4 separate regions of the Mus musculus genome follow, and all the other regions are linked to region 3. The links are chromatin contacts, called in public Micro-C and promoter capture Hi-C maps. All regions are on one chromosome and are shown on one strand. The core of a region is the stretch at or near the end of the contact, and the rest is flanking DNA. Distances in the headings are between cores, read along the strand shown. Region 1 holds the start of Tmem128 (transmembrane protein 128). Region 2 holds the start of Adra2c (adrenergic receptor, alpha 2c). Region 3 holds the start of Crmp1 (collapsin response mediator protein 1). Region 4 holds the start of Hmx1 (H6 homeobox 1).

Evidence for each region. Promoter capture Hi-C pulls out the DNA fragments that hold promoters and counts their contacts. A called contact is a pair of places that touch in the nucleus more often than the background predicts.
Region 1: a contact with region 3 is called in a promoter capture Hi-C map of embryonic stem cells, with 4 times the contacts expected there. The contact joins the promoter of Tmem128 here to the promoter of Crmp1 in region 3.
Region 2: a Micro-C map of embryonic stem cells shows a contact between it and region 3, with 4 times the contacts expected there. The contact joins the promoter of Adra2c here to the promoter of Crmp1 in region 3. A contact is called at or near these places in 1 of 39 promoter capture datasets (cranial neural crest) and 2 of 484 Hi-C or Micro-C datasets (both in embryonic stem cells).
Region 4: a Micro-C map of embryonic stem cells shows a contact between it and region 3, with 4 times the contacts expected there. The contact joins the promoter of Hmx1 here to the promoter of Crmp1 in region 3. A contact is called at or near these places in 2 of 39 promoter capture datasets (both in embryonic stem cells), 4 of 484 Hi-C or Micro-C datasets (all in embryonic stem cells) and 2 of 115 datasets of contacts at active chromatin or transcription factors (both in embryonic stem cells).

What each region holds. Positions count from the first base shown.
Region 1 is chr5:38,258,699-38,262,936 of GRCm38.p6, forward strand. Tmem128 (transmembrane protein 128) reads left to right here and starts at 1,487. Exons shown (of 5, transcript NM_025480.4): 1 at 1,487-1,794; 2 at 3,299-3,440. The coding sequence starts at 1,704.
Region 2 is chr5:35,276,849-35,280,999 of GRCm38.p6, forward strand. Adra2c (adrenergic receptor, alpha 2c) reads left to right here and starts at 1,718. Exons shown (of 1, transcript NM_007418.3): 1 at 1,718-4,151. The coding sequence starts at 3,038.
Region 3 is chr5:37,239,474-37,243,901 of GRCm38.p6, forward strand. Crmp1 (collapsin response mediator protein 1) reads left to right here and starts at 2,585. Exons shown (of 14, transcript NM_001136058.2): 1 at 2,585-3,052. The coding sequence starts at 2,672.
Region 4 is chr5:35,387,435-35,391,632 of GRCm38.p6, forward strand. It overlaps Hmx1 (H6 homeobox 1), which reads left to right and starts at 1,427. Exons shown (of 2, transcript NM_010445.4): 1 at 1,427-2,055. The coding sequence starts at 1,683. E130018O15Rik (RIKEN cDNA E130018O15 gene) reads right to left here and starts at 1,042. Exons shown (of 2, transcript NR_152157.1): 1 at 991-1,042.

The sequences.
Region 1 (4,238 bases), core at 237-2,736, 1.0 Mb after region 3:
TATGGCACCAGACTGACATTATCTCCGCCATTACATCCCTACCTCGTCCTCAGCATTTACTCTAAGTAGCTAGTCAGAAAATGTTGCTCTGCTCGAATTAATGAAACACGCCTCGACATTTCAAGCAGCACTGTCTTCTCTTCTATATCTGAGGTCAGGTTTGAACCAGGAGCACTTCAAGAGCAGGGTCAGTTCTTACTCATCTTGTCTCCATTGTCCGGCCTCAGGCATGGCAGTTCATAGTGAATAGCAGGTGCAATACACGCTTGACTGGTTAAGCACAAACTTTCTCAGCTCATGACTCACTAGGGAAAGAGTAGGAGAATAAACAATAGGACTCTTGATAGAAGAATAAGTTGTGATCCAGTGAAATGCAGATTATGGGCACTGGGTGGTGGGAACAATTGGCTGGAAAAGAAGGCTGGTTCCCACAGTCCAGAGAGGGCTATTTTTCACAAGCCGAGAGAAGAGGGCTCACAGGATCCCTAAACCATTGGTTTTCCCTCAAGCCCAACAAACCAGATATAGAGATGGATATAATGTCTATTAGGCAGAAAAGCAAATAGTCTTGGGTTCCTTCCTTGCCCAAAGCCATGCAACCTGTAAGTATTACCAGAGACAAAATGAACAGAATACCAAAGTAGTGATCACAGAAAAATAAAACAAATCAAAACAAACAACAACAACAACAACAACAAACAAACAAAAACCTTATTTACAGCAAATTGGAACAAGGGGGAATTGCTTCCAAAATGAATTCCCAGAAACTGGGGAAAGCTGCAGTTTATAAGAGGAATGCAGACTCTGGAGGCAAAAGGTGTCATCACATCTGGGAGGGAGTTTCCTGCAGAGTTAGTCAGATTGCATGCTCTTTCACTCATCCAAGCTATGAAAGTGAAAAATTGAGGACCTTGAGGCAGTATCATCTGCCTCAGAGTTATACTTCTGAACAACCTTAAAAGTGAGGAAAAACAAGCCGGGTATGGTGGCTCACGCCTTTAATCCCAGCACTCGGGAGGCAGAGGCAGGTGGATTTCTGAGTTCGAGGCCAGCCTGGTCTACAAAGTGAGTTCCAGGACAGCCAGGACTATACAGAGAAACCCTGTCTCGAAAAACCAAAAATAAATAAATAAATAAATAAATAAAAATGAGGAAGAACAGCTCATTATTGGGGCTCAGAATGCTGAATATGAACCCTGTCACTTTCCTGCTTTCTGGTAAACTGACAGGGATGTTGGGGGAGTGCAATTTCTTTTAATCTCAGAGGTCGTTTCCCCCTAATCTGGCGGTTCTTTGCTGTCCCTGGGACTGCCTACAACTCATCCCAGACTAGCGGTGGAACCCCTACAGAGCTGGAGTAACCGGGAGACTGGGGCTTGGAAGTTTAGCCTTGGATAGAAGGTTATTTTCTACGTTTAGGCGCTGGAAACTGGATGTTCTCAGGACCGCGCAGCCAGAGGCAACGCTAACCTTGGTCCTTTAGAGCTTCCATAGATAGTAATAATACAGGGACCCACTGCTCCTGAGACCAGAGATCCGTATTTTAAAGTTCAAGTGCTTCTTGGTGATTTAGTGCGGTTTCTTCGCCCACTAAAACCGCCAAGGTAATACAGTTTTATTCCGAGCGTCCGGAGATTCCGCCCTTGGACCTGGCGCCGGAAGTGCTGCGTGCGGTCACTTCCGTCGCACTGGCGGGCGCCAAGATGGACGCTCCGTGGGCTCGGGAGCAGCTACGGCGGCGTTACCTGTTTCCTTCCGAAGTAGAGCTGGACTGCGAGGACGAGGCCAAGCCGGGTGAGGCTCCCCAGACTCTGGGGCCCAGAGTGGGGCCGCGAGTCGGTGTCCAGGGTCCTGACAGGTCTTTCAACCATCCCATCCTCCCCTGAGCCGTATTTCCGCATTCCGTGGAGAGTCGACTTAATGCCGGCTTGGAAACCCCCTTTAAAACTAAAACCAAAACCGACCACTTCAGCTTTGCCCCAATGTAATACGGTACGGATGTATGTACTTAGCTGCCTGTCAGCAGAAAGCTAGCAAAAATCAGTTTGGATTAGATGTATCTCTGCCTGGACATCAGATAGACTTTTCTGTATCCCTGTGGGCCGTTTTCAGAAGGTATCTCAGAACAATATTTATGACATGTCACCATTTGGGTACGAACTACACTCCATTATGTGTTTTTGCCTGTAGATGCACAGAATAAAAAGCAATTTCATAGGAACGAATCATGCTAGCTTCCTATAGGCTAGAGAACGGTAAGGATGAGATACACTTTATTTTAGAGCTGTTTGACCTGGATATTGTAAGAACTTTATTTGTTAGCTTTTCAAAATAAACACTGGCAGTTTGTGTGCATTTTGAGAATATCTTCAAGAATTTGTGTTAGTAGTAACCTCTCTACAGACTGATAGTCTAGAGACCTCACTTGGAAACCAGTAGTCCTCATACAGAGATGGCATGTCGGAATCCCTTCATTTTGTTTGCAGGGAGAGCAGTGACTCGCCTGTCAACTGTGCAGTCTATGCTGTCTTCCGGGGCTACAGCTCTGGTGTGTTACTCCATGTTGGAGCTACCCCAAAAGCTGATGTCTGTTTAAAATATTTTGGTATAAATTTTATTGTATTTGGCGTTTTCCTTTTATTAGTGTATGCGCACTCATTAATTGGTACACGTGCTTTTGGAGGCCAGAGATTGCGCATCTTGCTCTTTTGGTCTCCACATTTTTTTTGAGACTAGATGTCCCTTGGCCCCTGGATCCACCTGTCTCTGTGGATGCTGGGGATGAACTCAGGTTCTCATGTTTGTGCAGCAACCATGTTACCTGCTGAACCCTCTCATTCCCCTGCTTTTGACATTTTACTTAGTTAACATAATTAATTACTTCCCTAGAGGAAATGTGAAATAAAGTGTGTGCTATACCATACTTCTGGATGGCATTGCTGTAGCTAGAAGATTATGAAATGCGATTCCAAGATTCATTTTTCAGCAATAACCAGTAATATTGAGCATATTTTCTAGTGAGTACCTATTAACTATTTCAGCAAATGTAAATCTACCATTTTTGTTATTTGTTTGGTAGGTTCTTGGCATAGAACTCAAGACTTCATGCATACTCAAGATATATTCTACCACTGGGTGACGCCTCTGCCCCTATATATACACGTATCCTGATGCTCTGACAGAAGGAGCTCCCACCTTAGTGGGAGGGATTCTGGTTACTGGAAAGTTCTAGGAGATGACTTCATCTGGTGTAAAAAACTGGGCGAGTTCATAACTCAAAATCTCCCCTATTTTATAGAAACACCCACAGCTGTTGAGAAAAAGGAGCGACCTCTTCCAAGACTTAACATTCATTCTGGATTCTGGATTTTGGCATCCATCGTTGTGACCTATTATGTTGACTTCTTTAAAACCTTTAAAGAAAATTTTCACACCAATAGGTAAGAAAATGTTGTTTCTCCAGGCATAGTGACACAATGATCTTAATTCCAGAACTTGGGAAACAGAGGCAGGTGGATCTCTTGAGTTTAAAGCTACACATTGAGTTCCAGGACAGCCTATATTAGTGAGATGAAAAAAAGAAAGAACAAAAAAAAAAAAAAAAAAAAACCCAAACAAAAAAAAACAAACCCAGTTGCTTCATGTTTTGCGTGTTATAGTTTGTCAGTTGAATTCACTAAACAGTTAAGAGATCGTGAGATGATTTATTTGGTAAAGTGCTTGCTATTATATTATAAGCATGTTGATCAGTGTTTGATCCCCAGAACCTACATTAGAAAACAGACAAATGAACAGAGAAAAAAAAAGGAAACAAGGCAGTTTGGTGCTTCTAATCCCAGCTCTGAGTAGGTGGGGGCGGGGTCCCCGGGCTTATTGACTGGTTAGTCTGCATGAGTCGGTGAGCTCCAGGTCTGTGAGAGACCCTGTCTTAAAAACAAGGTGGAGAGTGATCAAGAAAGACACCCAGCGCTGACCTCTAGCCTACACACCCACACCCACACCCACCCACACACACACACACACACACACACACGCAGGGTTGACCTCTGACCTACATGCCCCCCTATATGTACAATATACACTTATATACACATATACACTTATACCTATATACACATATACATATATACATGTGCATGCACACTATTGACCTCTATCAGACATGATGTTGAAGCAGCTACTGATGATACAGAAAACAGCAAGACACCCTTTAGTCAAAGGGTGCAGGTTTTCACACA
Region 2 (4,151 bases), core at 468-2,967, 2.0 Mb before region 3:
GCCTGCCACCAACTACTCTTGAACACACAGTCTGTAGGGGCACACATTGTTTCCTGCCACAGAACAACCAGAAGCAGACTGTTGGGGCTAATTGGCTATCTCTGGGCAAAGAGGCTAGTTCAGCCTCTTCGTAAGTTCCTGCCACCCCAGGGGGTCTCACCAGCTGCCCTCAAATGAGCAGACTCTTTAACTCTCACTTCTGGCTGCTGACTCCAGAGTGGCTTCCTCTCAGTTATGCCGGGAGGTATGGTCAGCATCCCTACAGCATGTAGCCATCATCCCCAAGAGCCTAGGTCACTCAGTAGCGAGCCCTGCAGATGCCCTTGCAGGCTTCCCTTGCAGGGCTCCCAGGGCATCCCTTTGCCTAGGCAGGCATCACTTGGAAACGTGAGGCTGTGTGCAGTCAGGGCTTGGGCTAGACTACCTGTTGTCCCCTCAGCTTCTCATATGACAGCATCTCTGACTCAGGCAGGTCCACAATGCTGCCTGCAAGGGGAGAAGCCATCTCTCCAACAGTACCCGACCAGTGCCCACTTGCCCTTCCCCTCATCGTCCTCAGGCTCCCACATCCTCAGAACTAAACCAGCCTCTTCGGGGGGCACTCTCACCAAAGAAGCATCCCATCTGAAGGAGTACCCACATTCCTAAAGAGCACTCTGTCTTAGGGACCATCCACACACTGGGGACTACCTCAGTCCCTAGGGAGCATGGTCCACAAAGCTTTTTCCTAATAACTCCTCCATATCCAAAGGTGATACATGCTGTCACCTCCTCCTTTGCTTCTAGGCTGGGTTGGGGGTAGGGATGGGGGGTGGGGAAGTTCCAGGGCTTTGATGGCACTCAGTGTGGGGGTGAATATCCAGACACAAACACCATAAGGCCAGACCTCCTCTTCCTCCAATATACTGATGTTGGAGTCATCTGGGGGCTTCTATACAAACCAACTGAAGTTGTTTTGATCAGTGGCCCTTGTTGGGGCCTCTGGGTAAGAAGGACTTGTTAAAAAACCTTGGCGGTTCTTCCTCATAGTTCACATTCTCAGGTGACAGCACATGGCACTTTGCAAGCCCTGAGTTAGAAAGTGCCCAGGACAGGCATCAAGAAGTGTGTCCTGCACGGGCACAGTACTCAAGACAGGCCCATGGTCTGAAATGTTTGTCGTCTGCCTAATCCTAGTTGGACACCCCTGCCCTGAGGGTAGGTCCTGTGGGTCCTCTAGGGCTGCAGTGCCCACAAGGAGGTTGCACTATCCTCAAGGACTGCAGGGAGAAGCAGCCACCAGAGCAGGGACAAGTCCAGATGCCACAGGTCATGGCTCCAAGGTCCTCAGAATGACTTTCTGATGAGGCCTTCTGCCAGTGGATTGCCAACTCCCCTCCCTTTCCGGTCTATCTGACCTGTGTAATGAGGTCCTGGCCAGCCTTGGTGGAGAGAATGGTACTCCTTTAGTTCTAGCAGGGAAACGCTAGGTCTGGAAAGTCCAATTTATTCTCTTGGCCACATCCTCCCTGCAGACCTGGGGCTGCCTGGAGGCAGAGACCAGTGCCTCAACTCAACTCAGGCCACACGTGACAGAACCTCTGTGAAACTGACACGAGATCTCCCCAACATTTGATTTGCTCGCCCTCTCTTAAACCTACTCCCACAAAATCACGCTGCATGGGGCAGGTCAGTTTTGAGTTTGTCAAAAGCGCAGGTCTGGAGCGTCCCCTCCAGCTGTGAAAAGCGGGATCACACAGCATTAAGATTCAACTTCAACAATTGCCAACATGGGTATAGAGCTTGGGAGCTTGATCTGGGCCTCGACTGACACCGTGGTTATGATTCACGATCCCGCAGCGCTGAGAGGTACTCAGAGGAGGGAACTGAGGCTGACTGAGGAGGTGGCTCTGCAGGGGAGCAGGGACCCTAAGCTCCAAAGGAATGATGCGCACCAGCAGTGTCTCTGCCATGCTGCTACAAGCGCACTCTCCAATCAGGCCGCGGACCCCGAGCCAGCCCCTTACGAGCCGGTGTGCGCGCCCGCGCGCGCTCCGTCGCCTGTAACCGAGTGAGGTGGAGACTACGATCTTAGAAAGAGCAGGCTTCTAGAACTCACCGCTCAGGCCAGCCCGCGCTCAGCCGGGCCCCGCAGGCTGCAGTTGGCCCTGGAGGGGGCGCCCTCGCCGAGTGCGCGCCCTGCGCCGCCGCCTAGGGCTCCTCCCCGGCGCCGCCGGCAGGTTCGCCCAGGCGGCCGCGGGCTCCGGCTCCCGGCCCGCTCCCCCCGGGCCCGCGGCTCGGGCCTGCGGGGCGCCCCGCCCCGCCCCGCTGCGCCCTCCCCGCTGCGCTACTGGACTCAAGTTGGAAGCCGAGCCCGGGCGACAGCACTTGCGCCAAGCGCTCCGCGGCGGCGGAGACGCTGCACCGGCGAGCGGGGAGGGCGAGGCGGCGCCCGCACGGCCGAACGCGGACCTTGGGGGGCGCCCGCACTCGGGAGCAGCAGGAGGACCGCGGGTGTCGGCGCCCAGCCCCGCAAAGTAAAGTTGCAGGGACCCGGAAGAACGGCAACCTGCGCCCCGGCTCGCTTAGCCCCAGCCAGCCCGTTGGGAAGCAGAGTGTCCGGGCCGCCGCCTGCAGCCTGCAGCCCAGTCGGGCACCCGGACCGTGGAGCCGCTTGCGTGCACCAGCTTGGACACCGCATCTCCGTGGGCTGGCGGCCGGGACGCTCCCACTGAACCCAGGCCGAGGGCGGGGCCGCTCGAGGACCCGGGACCTACCCCCATTCCCCCCCACCGCCGCGTCGCCGCGCTCTCTGGGCACCTCCAGCTCTGCACTTACGCGCGCGGCAGCTGCGGGGAGCCCGGCAGCCACGCTCTCCGGCGCGCCGCCCGCCCGCCGGGCCACCACGGCCGAGAGCCGGCTGCGGGGCTTCGTGGCCCCCAGCCGGCGCGCCGGAGGAGCAGGCGGCGATGCGGACGCCGACCCTGGCTGTGGGGCGCCCGAGCTGCCGAGGCTGCGCCCGGGCTCCTGGCAGGACCGCGTAGCTCTCGGGAGGACCATGGCGTCCCCAGCGCTGGCCGCGGCGCTGGCGGCGGCGGCGGCTGAGGGCCCCAACGGGAGCGACGCGGGCGAATGGGGTAGCGGCGGGGGTGCCAACGCCTCGGGGACCGACTGGGTGCCACCGCCGGGCCAGTACTCCGCAGGTGCTGTGGCGGGGTTGGCAGCTGTGGTGGGTTTCCTCATCGTTTTCACCGTGGTAGGCAATGTGCTCGTGGTGATCGCTGTGTTGACCAGCCGAGCACTGCGCGCCCCGCAGAACCTCTTCCTGGTGTCTCTGGCCTCAGCTGACATCCTGGTGGCCACACTGGTCATGCCCTTTTCTCTGGCCAATGAGCTCATGGCCTACTGGTACTTCGGGCAAGTGTGGTGTGGTGTATACCTGGCACTGGACGTGCTCTTCTGCACCTCGTCCATCGTGCACCTGTGTGCCATTAGTCTGGACCGCTACTGGTCGGTGACGCAAGCGGTAGAGTACAACCTGAAGCGCACGCCGCGCCGTGTCAAGGCCACCATCGTGGCCGTGTGGCTCATCTCCGCTGTCATCTCCTTCCCGCCTCTCGTCTCGTTCTACCGCCGGCCCGACGGCGCCGCCTATCCGCAGTGCGGCCTCAACGATGAGACCTGGTACATCTTGTCCTCCTGCATAGGCTCCTTCTTCGCGCCCTGCCTCATCATGGGCCTGGTCTATGCGCGCATCTACCGCGTGGCCAAGCTGCGCACGCGTACGCTCAGCGAGAAACGCGGCCCCGCCGGCCCCGACGGCGCGTCCCCGACCACAGAGAATGGGCTGGGCAAGGCAGCGGGGGAGAACGGGCATTGCGCGCCCCCGCGCACTGAAGTGGAGCCGGATGAGAGCAGTGCGGCCGAGAGGCGGAGGCGCCGGGGCGCGCTGCGCAGAGGAGGACGGCGGCGAGAGGGTGCTGAGGGGGACACGGGCAGTGCGGACGGACCGGGACCGGGACTGGCAGCCGAGCAGGGTGCTCGGACGGCGTCTCGGTCCCCAGGCCCCGGAGGGCGCCTGTCGCGGGCCAGCTCGCGCTCCGTCGAGTTCTTCCTGTCGCGTCGGCGCCGGGCGCGCAGCAGTGTGTGCCGCCGCAAGGTGGCCCAGGCAC
Region 3 (4,428 bases), core at 1,335-3,834:
TTTTAAAAGATTTATTTCATTGTTATTTATGTATTCACCTGTGTGATGGTATGCTGTGTGTGTGTGTGTGTGTGTGTGTGTGTGTGTGAGTGTGAGAACGTATGCATGGGAGCATATGTACACAGATACCTGGAGAGGCCAGAAGAGGGTGGTGTAAGATCTCCTGGGTCTGGAGTTACACATTGTTGTGAACCATGGTACATGGGTGTTAACAACTGAATTCAGGTCCTCTGCAAGGCAGCAGGTGCTTTTAATTACTAAGTCATCTCTCTGGGCCTGGGATTTTTAAAAAAGCAATAAGGCTTCTATCACTATTGGCAGGTCTAGAGAGAGACTGTGTCCCCAAATTGTTGACTGTAGCATGGAGTAGAAAGCTTGAGCTTTGAAAGTCCTGTCTAACTCAGATATATGGAGTCTCTGTTATCTTTGTTGTTGTTGATACAGGGTCTCACTGTGTAACTCTGATTGGCCTGAAGCTCATTATGCAGACCAGGATGGCCTCAAACTCACAGACATATGCTTGTCTCCTGAGTGCTAGGAATAAAGGTGTACATGACTACACCCAGCTACCTATGCTATATGGATATAATCACCATTAATCCTTGTGAGGCTCTGGAATAAACCCACTGTGGACCTCAGCATCAGCTTTTCTAGCACAGGACATGTTGTGGATTGTATTTCAGAGTTTTCAATTAAAGATTGAGGACGGTTGCAGTGTAGTTCTTCTTATTTCAAGAGGAATGCCTGGGTGAACTGAATCTTCATGGGATGTAGGAACAAGCGGATAGAAGAGCCAGGGTATGGGTGAGGTGGGTGGAAGACCATGCACTTAATTAGAATAGACACTGAGGACAAGGACTTTGTACTTTCCTGTGTGCTCAGCATTAGCCCCTGTGTGCAAGTATAGATAAAGGGGGGAGGGAAGGAACTTTCCAACTGACCACTGACACTGGATAATCATGAGGTCTCAGGTAGACAGGAGCAGCCACATGAAATGGAATGGAGAGGTAGCTGTTTGCTTCTCCTGCTTCCTCAACCCAACAGCAGAAGCGTCCTGCTTGCAGCGCAGACTGGCTAAATCACAGAGGGAGCGTGAGGTGTCAGCTGATGTCGCAGATCCTCCTATGTGGCAGAGTCCTCTGGTTAAGGTCTCAACAGTCACGTTTACTGTCTGTCTGGAGTTCTCCAAGGTTGGCTACAGACTTCTCTGACCTTTGGTGGGGTGCTGAAAGGACAGCTCCTAGCCCGGGGAAGCTAACTGAAGGGACAGATGCTGAATCGGCTTCCTACTGTTCCCCAGCAATCCTGATTGCCAGTTTGGACTTGTCTGCCTAGGGGGCTGGCAGCTTGTGAGCCTTCCATCCAGAGAGCACAGCTGAGATTCCTGGGTCCCCAGGGAATCTCATAACCCCTATGCTAGAAAGTCATAAATAAATGAGGGGATCCCAAGTCTCCATACTTCTTCCTGGTTAAAGAAGCCCCTCAAGTCTAGACATTAAGCTCCAGGCATAGTTGGAGTGGGCTGTATTCAGGATGTGGGAGCTGCCCATAGATGGAGGCTATCGTCTGGGTCATTGCCTACTGCCTGTGTGTCTATCCCTGCATATTTGTTTCCTAAGTGTTCTGTTCAAGAGTTCTTCCTTCCCTCGTGTCTGGTAGGGATGTGCACGAATTCCCTATCAGCAGTCTACAGGCCTGTGTGTGAAGGAGCCTTTGTGAGGTTGCTTTTGGTAGTGGTGTGGAAATTCTTTACCCTGAGATGTTGTTGGGCTGTGTATCCAGCACGAGTGTGAGTCATTGGTTCAGTGACAAGTGTCTGGGAGTGTAATGCTAACATGACCTCCTTGCTATGGGATAGGAACCTCTGTTCCTGAGTGCTGCAGGCTGCATTCTCTATCATACCTTTTAGAAGCTGGCCCTTGACACCAGGGATTTCATTCTACTCTTAGTCCTGTGCCCAGCACCTACACTAGTGCCAGATCCTATCAGGCAATCAGTGTAGTAGTGTCGAGTGAGCCAATGGGGAGTTGGATGTGTATGCCTCTGACTGTGCATCTAAGATCATTTAATTTTTGTATGATTTTTGGTGGTGCGTGGGGTTGCCTGACAGGGAATCTCTGGTGTGCGCGCGCGAGCGTGTGTGAGCGTGTGCGTGTGTATCTATGGTGTGCTAGCTGTCTGGAGGGAGCGCGGAGGTACCTGATTTGGGTGTATGTACCATGTACAGACATGCTGATGTCTGTGCAACTCTTGTTTGTGAGGTGAAGCTTAACCGTGTGTACGTGCGTGTGTGTATGTGTGTTGTGCACCCGCGCACCGCCCCCACCCCGTCTCTGCCCGCGCCCTGCGCTCCTTCTAGAGGCGGAGAGCCGGGTGCGTGGAGGGCACTGCGGCTCGGCCGCCCGCCCTCCGCGCTGCGGCTACTGCACGTCACCATCCTCCCCGCCCCGGCCGCTGTCCCCGCCTCCACGGTCCTTTGTAGCTGGCAGTGGCGCTGGTCTTGGTCACCGTAGGCTCCGCCCCGCCCCGGCCACGCCCCTCGCGGGCCACGCCCCGGCCCTTCCTCCCTCCCTCTTTGCCCGACCGCAGTCGCGCTTGGGCCGCCGCGGGCCCGCACCGAGGCGCTCAGCGCGGAGCCAGCGGTGGCGAGAGCTGACCGCCGGAGACGGGGATGGCGGAGCGGCGGCGCGCGTGGAACACGGAGGACGACCTGCCGGTGTACCTGGCGCGGCCAGGCAGCGCGGCGCAGACCCCGCGCCAGAAGTACGGCGGCATGTTCGCCGCCGTGGAGGGCGCCTACGAGAACAAGACCATCGACTTCGACGCCTACAGCGTGGGCCGCCGCGGCTCCGCGCGCACACCACGCAGCGCTGGCCGGCCCGACGCCGTGGGCCTGCCGTGCCCCGGCGGCAGCGAAGACACGGCCAGTGATGTGAGCGAGCCCTCGGGCTCTGCTGTCAGTTCGCCAGGCGATCGCGATGACAGACCGCCAGCGTTGCGCATCCGATGTCCTGCGCCCCGCGACCTGCCACTCGGCCGGGACAATGGCCAGGTACCCTCGGGGCACGTGGGCCGGACGTGGGGGGCGGGGCCCTTGGAGACCCAGGGCTTGGGTGGCGCGAGGGCGAGTGTGGGGGCCCCGCTGCCACCAGGTTCTGGGGGACTGCTACGGCCCCTCCCCCACATCATCCTACAAGAGGTTCAGAGAGGTTGTAGGATAGGCCAGGGTTGGCCAGCATAGCCTCAGAAAGCCAAGCCAGGTTCTGAGAGGGGAAGTAAGTTGCTGCAGCTGCCGCTAAGGGACCTGTAAGGTGAATTTAAGCCTCGTTCACCTTCTGGGGTTCTGTGAAAAGGTGAGCATTCTCTGTCTTCTTCCATCTATCTATCCGCTCACCCAGTGATCGTGGACGCTTAGGCTGCACTTGGCTCTGGGAGAGGTTCACGGAATGACTCTGTTCATACAGCTGCTCCCGCCCCTCCCTGGGGGGACGATGTGGTTAAGGGTTCAGATGCTGGGCAGTAAGAAATCATCCAGGACACTCCTGGATGTGTAAATTGGAGGCGAACCCGGGATTTGAACCCAGGCGTATGGACTCCCCGACTTCCGAAAGTGAGGAGGGACCTCAGGAAAAGACATGACCAGGGCTTGGGCTTTAGAGATTTTCTTCCCTAAGTTGGAATTTACCAGGGAATACGGATGGTCAGACAGAAGAGTCCTGGACAGGGTGGGTGAGGTCAGAGCCACGTGTCTGGGAAACAGAAGTTGGAGCAGCTCTGGGAAGCTGTCCCTTGAGCTCTGGGCTGGGCTGGCTCGGCAGCCTGGCCCCACCCTCCAGAAGTTCCCTGGCTGGGGAGAGAGAGCTGTGGACTCATTTCAAGAATTAAGTTCAATCAGGTCGAGAGTGATCAATAAATGCTTGCTATGGAGTTTTATCATCATTCTCGGTTTAATTAATTAATTCGCCCTTTCCGTTAACACTATGAGAAAGTGAACCCAGAGGAAGAGTTTGAACAGGACTGTAATCTGGACAGGCGTTTTGAAGAAAATGGGCTGGTCTGAGGGCGGTGTTCTTGCTTCGGCTCTGTCGCCTGCTCTGGAACTCTCCATGGTCCTGAATCTGCTGCCTGGGAGCTGGAGGCGGGGGTGAGGACCAGGGAACTAGCCAGAGTCCAGTTCCCCATCCCTTTATCTCCTCCTTGGTAGTCCGACCTCGCGTGGGAAACAGGCTCTCTAGCTCCACCAAAGGCTTCAGGTCTCAGAAACCCAGCCACGCCACCTGGAACCTGTCGAGATGTTTCACCTTCTTTAAGATGTCTTCATCTGAGACCCGGGAGTGGCAGTCTGTTCTCTGCTTCCCTCAAAGGGAATACCACGGAGGCGAGTGCTCTTTGTGACTGGCCTGGAGCTGTCCTTCTGGCTTCATGGCG
Region 4 (4,198 bases), core at 177-2,676, 1.9 Mb before region 3:
CACCCAGGAAGTAACAGCACTTGGGACACTCTGAGTCAAAGTTGGAGACACCCAACTTTGACTCAGAGCCCTCACCTATGAAATGTGGCTGCTTGCCAGCGATTCCTCTTGCCTTGCCCAATATGGCTCCAAAATCAAGTCCTATCGTGCACAAAACCCACTTCCCATCCAGGTTTCTAGCCAGGGTGCAGACCCCAAAGGTTCCTTAGCCTGGCGGCTCATCCATCCTTCTATATCCTCAAGAGCCACTTATAGTGGGAGGGAGGGGAAGCGCTCTCTTTTCACATTAGTTTTTCCCTTTGAAGTATAGGGTGACTCTATTTCCCTCTATTTCTCTTGTTGGGGAGATTAAACAAAGTGGGCTCCGGGCCTGCAGTTGCCTTCTCCTGGACAGTGGGACACACTTCTTTACGCACTGTCTGTGACCCGCACTGAGCAGCTAGATGGGCCTTCCGTGATAACCCGCATCCAGTGAAGCGTTCCGCTCAGTGACTAGGCTGTCCCCCTATTCCTGTTGGAAGTGGATCACAGCTCCGTTGGTCTCAGCGAAGTCTGGGTTACCCTCTGCGGCCTTGCTCCTGAAGCGGGGGAAGAAAATTCACTTTGTGCAGGGCAAGAGAGGCAGAAAGAGGAATTGTTCCTCAAGACCTGCAGTCCCGCACAGTGGCTAGGCACGAAGCTCTTACCAGCCTGAAAGAGAGTGAGAAGGCCGGGCAATGGAGGTGCCAGAGCAAATGTAATCTGTTCCTACCCAGCGTGACACCATGGGGCACCTTCGGGCTTGACTCTCTTTACACACCGAAACTGAGCCCGGGATATGAGAGCATTCCATCGCAGCGCGATGGCACCAAGAGCATATTTCGTTACGCGTAAGAGTTAAAACATGCTGCGTCTCTGCAAACTTGTTTTGGCAGAATCCCCGTTTTAAATTACACGCGAGGTCTTAAAAAAAAAGAAAAAGACTGCGGCCCAGTCGGCAATAGTCCTTACCCGCGCGCAAATACACAGTCACAGGGACTCACGCACAAACCGAGCGTTCTGCGGGTTCCGACACGCTCCCGGAGGGTGAGCAAGGCTCTCCTCGGATGCGATTGGCCAGTCTGGGCTTCACAGCGACCCTGTAGCCAATGGTCGACCTCCCAGCCGAGGCCCCGCCTTCTCCCACTCCCTGGCGCGGGTACCGGGGTGGGGGGCGCCGGAACGCATCTCGCGGGGTCGTACCCCCAGGACCACCGGGTCTCCTGCCCTGGGCCCTGCCACCACCTGCGCGCAGAGTCCGGCCGGGCAGCATCTCCGGCAATGGCTTCTCTCCGGGCTGCAGCGGGTCGTTGGGGCTGAGCCTACGAAACTCGCGCCGCCCCGCCCCCGGCACCGCCCCCTCCCCCTCCCGTGAGGCCAGCCGGGGCGGCGACCTGAACCGCTCGGAGAAACGCGAGGGAGGCTGCTGCGGGAACGGCCGTCCGCGCGCACCCGCTCCCGCCCAGCCCAGCCCGGCACAGAAGCCGACGCCCGCCTCGTGGAGCCCGACGCCCTCACTCCGGGCAGCGGCTCTCCAGGGCCAGGCCGCGCGTGCGCCAGGCGGCCGTTCGCCACTATCCAAACGGGGCCGGGAAGAGCAGCTGCGCCCCAGGCAACCAGGGACCCCCAGGATCCCAGCCTTGCCCGACGGGCCCGCGGCCGCGATGCCGGATGAGCTGACCGAGCCCGGGCGCGCCACACCAGCTCGCGCCTCCTCCTTCCTCATCGAGAACCTGCTAGCAGCCGAGGCCAAGGGCGCGGGGCGCTCAACCCAGGGCGATGGCGTCCGCGAGGAAGAGGAAGAGGACGACGACGACCCCGAGGACGAGGATCCGGAGCAGGCGCGACGACGACTACAGCGGCGGCGACAGCAGCGCGCGGGCAGCGGGCCGGGCGGGGAGGCGAGGGCCCGGGCACTGGGCCTAGGGCCCCGGCCGCCTCCTGGGCCCGGCCCGCCCTTCGCGCTCGGCTGCGGAGGTACAACGCGGTGGTACCCACGGGTGCACGGCGGCTACGGAGGTGGTCTAAGTCCTGACAGTGAGTGAGGTTGCGGGGAAGGGGTGGGCAATGGTCAGGGCTCTGCTCCCTCCCTATGCATTCTTTTGGTGACTTCGGGCTTAGTGAGCTCCTAGTCTTCCTGTGTACTGGGGCCTGGGTGGTATGAGATCCCCTTGGATGGGCAATTGTTGGAGACTGGGGATGGCACTGCATGTAGGAAGCTGCTAAGGCTAGGATCAGGCCCAAGAACACAAAATTCGGAGAGGAGAGTGAAATAGGCCTCGGAAAGATGAGAAGGGGAAAGAGTGTGTTTGGAGAAACATCGAAGGTGAAAGGGAAGTGAAGGAAGAGGAAAGGTGGCAGAGGAGGGGAGGCCGCGGGGGTCAAGCACTAAAATAAAAGGGGCAGAGCTGAGAGACCACAGCTATGGAGGCTGGATGGGAGGCCTTCTTCTATAGCAATTGCAACCCCAAAGTATCCTTTGCCCTCCCTGCTGCGCAGTAAGACCATGGGCTGGGCCTGAGCCTGCGTTGGGTCTTCTCAGGCCCAAAGGCTGAGGCTGGTAGGAGCCCACTCTGAAGGGTCCATCCCACCCCTCTCTTCTTTTCTTGCCCCTCCCCCTCTTTGGCCTTTGTTTCCTGCAGAGGGCTCAGAGAATGGGGGTGGGGGCTTCTCAGTCCCAGAACCCACTTACCCCTCTGGCCTGGACATCCTGACTCTGACTGCCTGTCTCCAGAGGGTCCAGACCTCAACCTCTCTTAGGACCTGCTCATTAGAGAGCAACCCTTGAGACTAGAAGGGTATTTCAACCTTCCTCACCCCAGCCCCTTGAGCCAGCCGGGTCCCTAAACACACAGACTTATATATAACTAAAGGGTGCCCACCCAGGCTCTGTGTATAAGCTTTGGGGTAGGAGGTGGCCTGGGGCCCGTTCTTTTCTATTAGGTACTCACCCCACTCCTGGTATGGAGTAGGACAAGTCTCCCAGCCCAGGTTTGGAATGCCTGCCTTCTTTACATAAGCTTAAACAGGGGTCAGTAGTATCCAGTGAGGAGGCTCTTGCAGGGCGCATTTTATTCTCCCTTTTAGTTGGGCCATCCTCACCTGTAGTCCAATAGTCACCACCACCCCCACCCCCACCCCACCCCGGCCTTTTGCCTTATTTCGTGCCATGCGGGTTAGAGTTCTCTGTTCCTGTTGAGTCAAGCGAGCAGGTGAGTCAGATTAGCACTTTATGGCAACACATGGACAGACCTCCGAGTGTAGGGGCTTTGGGTGTCTTTGTAGGACCTCCCCTATGGTCTGGCTGCATACACACCATCCTGCTAGGCGACATTGCATGGGCACTGAGGGGGATGCTTTCAAGGAAACCAGGCGGAGTTTAGCTGTAAGCACAAGTCCACTGTACTGAGGCATAACCTGGGCCAAAACCCACCTTGACCTCTGATCCATCGGTCAGGCAGAAGGACAGACCAGCCTGAATTGGTTTCATGGACCCAGATGTCTAGAGGAGAAGTGGGAGCCCACGGGAACTTATTTAACCTGGTGACATCCCTTGTACGCCCTGAATCTGGGACTTGGAGCATGAGCCCAAAGGTCCTCTGTGGGCAAGACCCCAAGCGTAGGAGATGGTTGGGGCAGGGTAGGAATGCAGTGATTGGTAGAACAGCCTTACTCCTTGGTCTCTTGGAGCATATTTTGCTGCTGCAGAGGGCCTGCCTCTGAGGGGATCTGGGTCGGGGTTGTGCCAATGTCACCCGGTGGGATTTCTCTGGGGAATGTGCATTTGTTTCTCCTAAGAGTTGTTTCCTTGATGTCTGCTCCACGTGTGTGATGGGGAGGTCTCAGCCCCTGGCGGTTAGGTTGTATGTCAGTCTCTGTGTGTACATAACTTTGAAGGACATCCTTTCTTTTGTCCCGGTCCTCTGCCAGCCTTTTGTGAGTTGGCGGTGGGTTGGGGGCTGAGGTAGAGCTGAGCCAGGGGCAGTCTCAGATGTCAGTTTGTCTTTTGGATTAGCCTTTTTCTTTCGAGAATTTTCTCTGTCCTTCTCTGGGTGTGCGCTGCCACGTGTTTGCTGCGGCCCAGGTCCTGGGCTTCATTTTTGGCCTCTGCTACTTTCCTGCCGGCACCCCAACCCCCTCCCGCCCCCGCAACCCGTACGCGGGGCGTGTTTCCCAGTTT